2 separate regions of the Capsicum annuum genome follow, and region 1 is linked to region 2. Evidence: chromatin contacts called from public Hi-C data. All regions are on one chromosome and are shown on one strand. Each heading gives the region's core, a stretch centred on a gene start, on an enhancer-like site or on the middle of the called end of the contact. The rest is flanking DNA. Distances are from core to core; before and after follow the strand shown.

The links. A called contact is a pair of places that touch in the nucleus more often than the background predicts.
Region 1: a Hi-C map of leaf shows a contact between it and region 2, with 2.5 times the contacts expected there. The contact joins the promoter of LOC107870957 here to the promoter of LOC107870953 in region 2. A contact is called at or near these places in 2 of 5 Hi-C or Micro-C datasets (leaf and placenta).

What each region holds. Positions count from the first base shown.
Region 1 is chr5:167,679,841-167,683,877 of UCD10Xv1.1, reverse strand. It overlaps LOC107870957 (proteasome subunit beta type-6), which reads right to left and starts at 1,743. Exons shown (of 8, transcript XM_016717674.2): 1 at 1,415-1,743; 2 at 1,238-1,314. The coding sequence starts at 1,526.
Region 2 is chr5:167,226,399-167,230,370 of UCD10Xv1.1, reverse strand. LOC107870953 (U-box domain-containing protein 35) reads right to left here and starts at 1,470. Exons shown (of 10, transcript XM_016717667.2): 1 at 1,040-1,470. The coding sequence starts at 1,214.

The DNA.
Region 1 (4,037 bases), core at 494-2,993, 450 kb before region 2:
GATCTCATATGTGTAGTATGGAGAAGAATTGCAGGATGCCTAGAGACTGTTTAGAGTCTCGGGGAGGTGCAGCAGACCATAAAATGAATTAAGCATAAGCAATGGACAAGGTTCAAAAAGGAAATTGTAGCGTCTAGTTATGGTGCAGTAATACACAAAGTTTGGCAAGCCAGGAATGGTAAAATTTTCAGAGTACACAATGCTAATATTGGTTTCATGGTTCAACAAGTACAAGTTGTTGTTAGAGAAAGAGTTGGTATGTACAGAGGGACAAAAACTGCTAGGGAATGTGTTAGTTACATTGATAAAATTTGAATGTAGTTCTCTGGAGGTTTGGGCTAGCTAGACACTATTTCCTAGAAACCAAGGGCTAATTGTTGTGTATTCGAAATTTTTTTTTGTTATTAATATTTACATTTTATTGCAAGAAAAAAAATGATATGACCATGTAGTATTCATCTATCATCCTACACTAGGTAAAGAATGCAATCTAACTGTTCTTTAATGAGGTTTCCCCCACGTTAACGCCAAATTTAGCCCTTTACCACAAAACCCAACTTTTTTTAACTTCATAAATTCATCATGATGATCATTAAACCAAATAATAAGAGACCAAAATCGTAATGCCACATCAGTCAGGGGTGGGGTTTCTGCTTTTAGAGAAATGAAATTTTTTGAAAAATATACATCTTTTAAAAATATTTACGTCACGTAAAACAATATACAATATTATATGACATTATACCTGGGGAAAGAATCATTATTATCAACCTTGTATAAAGTGTACAATAGTGTATATTAGGTGTTTATACACAAATATGAGTCAAGCCATGTGTTTATACCGAAAGTACACGAATCCTGATGTTGACTCTATTATGATATCTCCCTCTGTTGCAATAGATATTGAGAATGGAGGTGACTTTACTACACTTGTGGTTGATGAGCCTAGTGATGGGAGACTATCTAGCTTGGTTAGGAGTGATGTTCGCCTTTTGTAAGAAATAGACCCATGATAAGGAAAATGGCTTGACCCAGGGCTATTGGCTTTCCGTCAAGTGTCAGTTCAGCCATAGACATTCAATTCAATTTCGTGTTACGTGGCATAGATAATTTCAAAAAATAGACATAGCAAGTAATTTTCTTTAGAGAAATTCTAAATATAAAATGCTTGCATTCTAAGTTCCAACATAGATGAATATAAATGGATAAGGGAATGTAGGAAGCATCATAATCATACTGATCCAGAGCGGCAAACGTAGACATTATCAGTCAGCTGAGTAATCTTATCAGACGCCCTATTCGCCACATACATTCCTGAAAAAAACAAATTAACAAACAAAATTAATAAAAACTTCAAACAATCAACCGATTATCCCTACAAAACGTATAAAGGAATTTTTGATATTTCAGTTACCGGTGCTGGTGCGAGAATCGGCACCGAGTACAACGCCACCGTTGTACGTAACGCCGATAATAGTGGTGCCCATTGAGTGGGGCTGGTCAACGTCAACTGAAGTATTTTCCATATTAGGCTAATCACGCAAAATCAATCAAAGTGGTAAAGCCCTAAACAAGTGAATTGGAGAAACGAGGAAAATAATTAAATTGGGCTTTATAGTTTTCGTGAAGAGGAAGAAACAATGTAGCTCACAATTAGTACAAGTACTAGAAAAATAGATCACTGGATCCGTTACCCGAAAAAGTCGGATAAACTTTAAAAAAATACTAATTTTCCTTTTCTTATACATATATCACAATTATCTATTTTTTCTTTATATTTCAAATATTTCTAAACAACTCCAAATTTATTTATCTTTCAACTTTTATTTATTTTTCTTTTCTAGACAACTCAATACTTATTTATCTTTCAATTTTATTTTTTATTTTACTTTAATTTTTATTTTTTATTTTCTTTTTATTTTTAATTCTTATCAGCCCTTATTTTTTTTCTTTTCTCCTCTCAACTTCTATTTTTCTATTTTTCTTAAATTTTACATTGATTTTTATTTTTTCTTTTCCTCTCTTTTGTCTTTTTTGTTTTTTTTAATTTTTCTCAATCTTTACTTTTTTTTTATTTTCCCCTCTCAAAGAACAAATTACGTTCCATGAGTAAGAGTTAATATTATCACATTGTGTTTTGATTTATGAAATGTTCTATGAATCTTTAGCTTAGAGGCAAGACATAACTCAAGGATTTTGAAACAACAAGTTATGCTTTACGAGCAAGATTCGACATTATCATGTTATGTCATAATTTATGAGATGTTCTACAACTTTTGCCTTAGACGCATGACTTAGCCCAAGAATTTTCAAATAACAAGTTACGTACTTGAGCAAGAGTCAACACTACCATAATTTTTTCTTAGAGGCAAGACTTAGTCCAAGGATCGTCAAACAACAAGTTATGTCTCATGGGTAAGTTGGCACTACCACATTGTGAATTGATTTATGAAATATTATATAACTTTTCCCTTAGAGGCAAGACTTAGATCAAGCGATTTCAAGCAACAAGGTATGCCCCATGGACAAGAGTTGACACTACCACATTATTTTACTTTATGATATTTTCTATAACTCTTGCCCTATAGGCGAAACTTAACCCAAAGAATTTCAAACAACAAGTTATGCCCCATGAGTAAGAGTTGACACCACCACATTATGTTTGATTTATGAGATGCTCTACAACTCTTGCCTCTCCAAAGACTTTTAAACAAGTTATGTCCCATAGGCAAGATTTGACTCTACTACATTGTGTCTTTATTTATAAGATATTTTATAGAAGCACAATACATAAATAGGCCCTTTAACTTGACCTTAGATCACATTTATGTTCTCCAACTTTGGGTATGCTCAAGTAGACACAAACTTGTATAAAGTTGAATAAATAGACACATATGTCCTATATGGCATCTTACGTGGCCAATTCTTGGCCTATATGACGTCCTATGTGTATTACGCCACGTAGGATATATATGTCTACTTGTTCAATTTTATACAAGTTTAAATGTCGACTTATGCATACCCAAAGTTGAAGGTCATAGATGTGATTGGAGCTCAAGTTAAAGGGCATGTTTATGTATCATACCTTTTATAAATCATGGATTTTCAACCAACAAGTTTTGCCTCATGGGTAAGAGTTTACACTATCACATTATGTCTTGATTTATGAGATGTTCTATAACTCTTGCCTTAGAGACACGACTTACCTTTACGCCCTATGGGCAAGAGTTGACACTACCACACCATGTCTTGATTTATGAGATGTTCTATAACTATTATCTTAAAGCACGACTTAGTCCAAGGAATTTCAAACAACAAGTTACACCCCATGGGCAAGATTTGACACTACTACATTGTGTATTGATTTATGATAAGTTTTATAATTCTTGCCTTAGAGGCAAGACTTAGCCCACAAGTTATGCCCATGGACAAGAGTTGACACTACTACATATTTATGTGATGCTATGTTAGTCTTGCCTCTAAGACAAGGCTTAGCCCAAGAGTCTCCCAAAAAATAAGTTGCGCCCAATGGGCAAGTGCTGACCACATTGTGTCTTGATTTATAAGATGTTCTATAACTCCTACCTTAGAGGCAAAAATTAGCTCAATGATTTTCAAACAAGTTATGCCGCGCCATCCAGGCTTGACACTACCACATTGTGTGTTGATTTATGAGATATTCTATAACTTTTTTTATCTTAGAGGCAAGACTTATTTCAAAGGATTTTTAAACAACAAGTAATAGCCTTAAATTTACTTTAATGTCAAAGAAAGAAGATCTCTTTGCAGATTATCCAACTTTCTATTTATTAGTAAAATATAATAGAAGTTAAGAAAAAAAGAAAAAAAGGTAACAAACAAAACAGAGGAAAAAAAAAGATTGAGGAAAAAAGACAAAAAAGAGAAGAAAAACAATAAAGGTTAAGAAAACAGAGAAGAATAAAATATATTTTTAAAAAAAAGAAAAAATTAATATTGAAAAAAAAAATATGAGAAGGAAAAAATAAAAATAAAGTTTGAGAAAAATAAAAAAAGAA
Region 2 (3,972 bases), core at 221-2,720:
ACTCCTGATTTTTGATATATATACATTATACTAGGTTGGACAAAGCGTAACCCTCACCAAGAAGGTTGAATTTTTGATTTAAAAAAAGTAAGTAAGAAATGCGTGAATGTATTCATTTTATTTTTTTTTCTCTTTTCTTTGGAGGTAGTGGATAGAATTGGGTTCACGTGAACCACGTTTAAAGCTGGAGGTGGATTTAGAATAATAGGTTCAATTGAACTCACTATTTTTGACATTAAATTTTGAATTCATAATACAAGAAGGATAATAAATTTAGTGCTAAGAACCTTAAAAATTGAAGCCATAAACTCAAAATCTTGTTTCTGCCTTTGTTTAAAGCAAAGACATCAACTGAAAATAGATTCATGGAGTCTTCCTTGGTTTTACAGAATTTGGTGTAAACACCAGATGGATATATATTTTTATCTTTTTTTTTTTAAAAAAAAGAAGAGCTTTTACTCTGAAGTTGACGTTCTAATATTTGGAAAGAAGTTAAATTTGGATTAGATTTCACGCTCGTGTTATCGTTGCGTAGAGAACGAGGATAAGATAAACATTTCAGTCAAAAAAAAGAAAGAAAGAAAAAGGGTATAATTTACCATTAGAGAGAATTAATGAAAGATGTTTAAAATGGACAAGAAAAGATCGAAATAATCTAACAAATGAATACGAAATTGGAGCTGTAATTATATCGTCGTTCACTATTTGACTCGAGAATGATGTGAATATGATTAAACTCAACACGGAGAATAAAAATACAAAAAATAGCAATATGATTAAAATTGCTTAGCAGAGAAGAAAAAATGCATGCTCTGCTCTCGAATTTTTAACAAAAAATAACAAAAATTAGGCAAACTAGCCAAATATTCTATGCAAAATTATTCTGGACATCAATGTACGTACATCCATAAGAATAATATAATTAATCCTCTCCTTTACCAAAAAATTAAGGAGCAAAAAATTTGAAAAAAAACGTCAATATCTCCCATCGACTTCCGCCAATTGTTTCAAAAGTATTACGAGGAAGAAAAAAAATTACCTGCATTAGGAAGGGAATTGGAAGGTCTAATTTTAACATGAAGAAGAGTAACATTTTTGCCTCTGCCAATAAGATTATCAATTGCCCATTTTAATGCATATTGGCTTCCTTTATCTTTGTCTATTGCAACTACTGTTGCCTTGTCTTTTTCTCCACTAAAGCTCTTTTGGCTCATTGTAATATAATATATATCTCTTCAACAAATTAATTCCAGAAAGAAAAAATCCAAAAATATTATCACCCCAAAAGAATTTCAATTTAAGATCAATTCTTAAATTGTTTCTTTCAAGATGTTTTAGGTCCCACCCTCCTTTATGATGTTACCCTATGCGAGAATCAATATGTTTTAAAATTTGTTGTTGAAATCTCTCATTTATCTAATTCTTTTGGAGGCTCTAGGAGTTTTGCCCATTTATCAAGCTCGTCCAGGAATTTATTTTCATTTATTTGGTATTTATTTCCTCTTAGGGTTCTGAGTTTTTGGGGTTATCCTAAAACATTTGACTTCTTTGACCAGAAAAAAAAAAATTGACTTGAGAAGACGTGGGATGAAAACAGTTTTTCCTAGTGAAATGGGATTTTATTCTCTTTTACTTCTTAAAAACTTTTTTTTTAATGAAAAATAGAGGGATTTTTTTTTTTGTTCTGAAAAACAAAATAGAGAAGAACAAAAATAGAGAAGAACAGAAAGTAATTCTTATTTCTCGAGAGATTCTACTAGGATCTTTTATAATAAAGGAAACCCAGATTCTATTGACGTCTTTTATAATAAAGAAAACCCCCTTCTATTTATAGGAAACATTACTCCTAGTTCTCTCTAAAAAATAGATATTTCATAGATACCAAATAGACCTTGATAAATTTTATCTATATTCTTGATAGACGACATTCACTATAATGTAAATACATTTATAACACTCCCCTTAATATCTAACTGATAGATAATGTGACTCGTTAAAACCTTACTAGATAAAATTCAGTGAAAAAAAAATATAGTGAAGGAAACAGAGTACACATCTCTCATAATAAATATTTTGGCTACTTCATTAAAAATCTTACAAAGAAAACCTAGTAAACCTTTTCGGCTGCCTCATTAAAAACCTTACAAAGAAAATCTGGTGGGATAAAACCTCGTAAGGAAAAAAGAGTACAACGCGTATCAACTCCTCCTAATGAGAACATCCTTGAACCTTTACATCCCAATCTTGTGGATCATTTTCTTGAAAGTTGCAGTTGGAAGAGACTTAATGAATAAATCAGCAACATTATCACTTAAACGAATTTGTTGCACATCAATATCTCCCTTATTTTGTAGCTCATGTGTATAGAAAATTTTTGGCAAAATATGCTTCATTCTATATTCTTTTATGAATTCTACTTTAAGTTGTGCTATGCATGGTGTATTATCTTCATATAAAATTGTGGGTACATTGTCATATTTCAAATCATATTTTTCTAGAATGCGATACATCATGGACCTTAACCATACACATTTTCGGCTTGCTTCATGAATAACTATTATCTCAGCATGGTTCAAGTGGCTAGATAAACTGCTTTGTATATCTCCAAGATATACAATATCCTTACATGTGAACACATTGCATGTTTGAGACCAAAATTTATGCGGGTTAAATAAATACCCAACAGCAGCATAATTAATAAGATCGGGACTGCAATCTTTAAAATAAAATAAGATTATGTGTTTGACCCCATTTCAACATCTCCTGGCAGAAGCAGAATTATATCTTGCTAACAAATTTACAGAAAAGGCTATATCAGACCTTGTAGTATTTGCAAGATACATTAGTGCATCAATTGTACTAAGATATGGTACTTCATAACCAATCCAATTCGGTATATTTCTCATTTCAACAAATAATCTATTGCTTTTGAAAACTCTCCAAGAGTTTCAATAATTTTCAAGTTATAAGCTTATACAATATAAAAACTATAAATAAGTTTCCCAGAAACTTTTATGTGCTTCAAACATTTTGAATCTTTAAAAAAAAGTTTTCATATAAATTCTGTCAAGTGACATTATTCAACATTTCATGAGTGACATTTTCAACTATCTGGACTGCATTCAAATAAGTTTTATGTTTATCAAGATGCATCCTTTCACGTTACTTGATAAATGTTTCAACATTAACATGCTTAAATAAACGTAGAATTCAGATTCTCGTAATCTTTCACGATATCGCCCCAATATTGTATCAAAGATATTGATGATATATCATTTTGTATCAGTTCACAGTGTGACATAACATTTTGAGATCTCATCACTTCATTATTTTCAGCTACCTAAATCTCTCATAAGGTTCCATGAAGTGTATGTCGTAGGCTCTTCACGAGCACATTGTGTTCTTATTATGATCATTTGCTCCTTATCCTTTTCATGGATTATTTCATTTGAAATCGATTGGTCTACCACACTTCATACGTGCGTAGACTTTGTCCTTTAGGGACACAAAATAGGAGCATGACATGTATTTGTTACTTTAGTAAATTTCAGATTGACTATTACATGAATAGATTTCAGATTTACTACTTCAGAAGTGGATTTCAAAATAACTCTACTCAATTATTTAGCTTCTTTCGGAGGTGAGTTGTGATATCTTCACAACTAAGAACACATTTGAATTTATATACAGTCATATTCACCCCAGGGTATAGATCTGTATTTATAATAATAAAAAATTCTCATTCCTCAGGAATGAAATATAATCGTGTCTTAAGCATATCAAATTATAGTAGCTTAGAACCTCTTTCGAGATTGAGACATGCAACCTTGTGAAAATATTATTATTTTTTCACTTTTCCACATGTATGTGCATTCATTCAACCACTGGTCTTCTTTCAGACATGTTATGTACTGCTATCACATTCACCTCAGGAATAAAGCATATCCAATAGGACATGTTTCATGATATTTC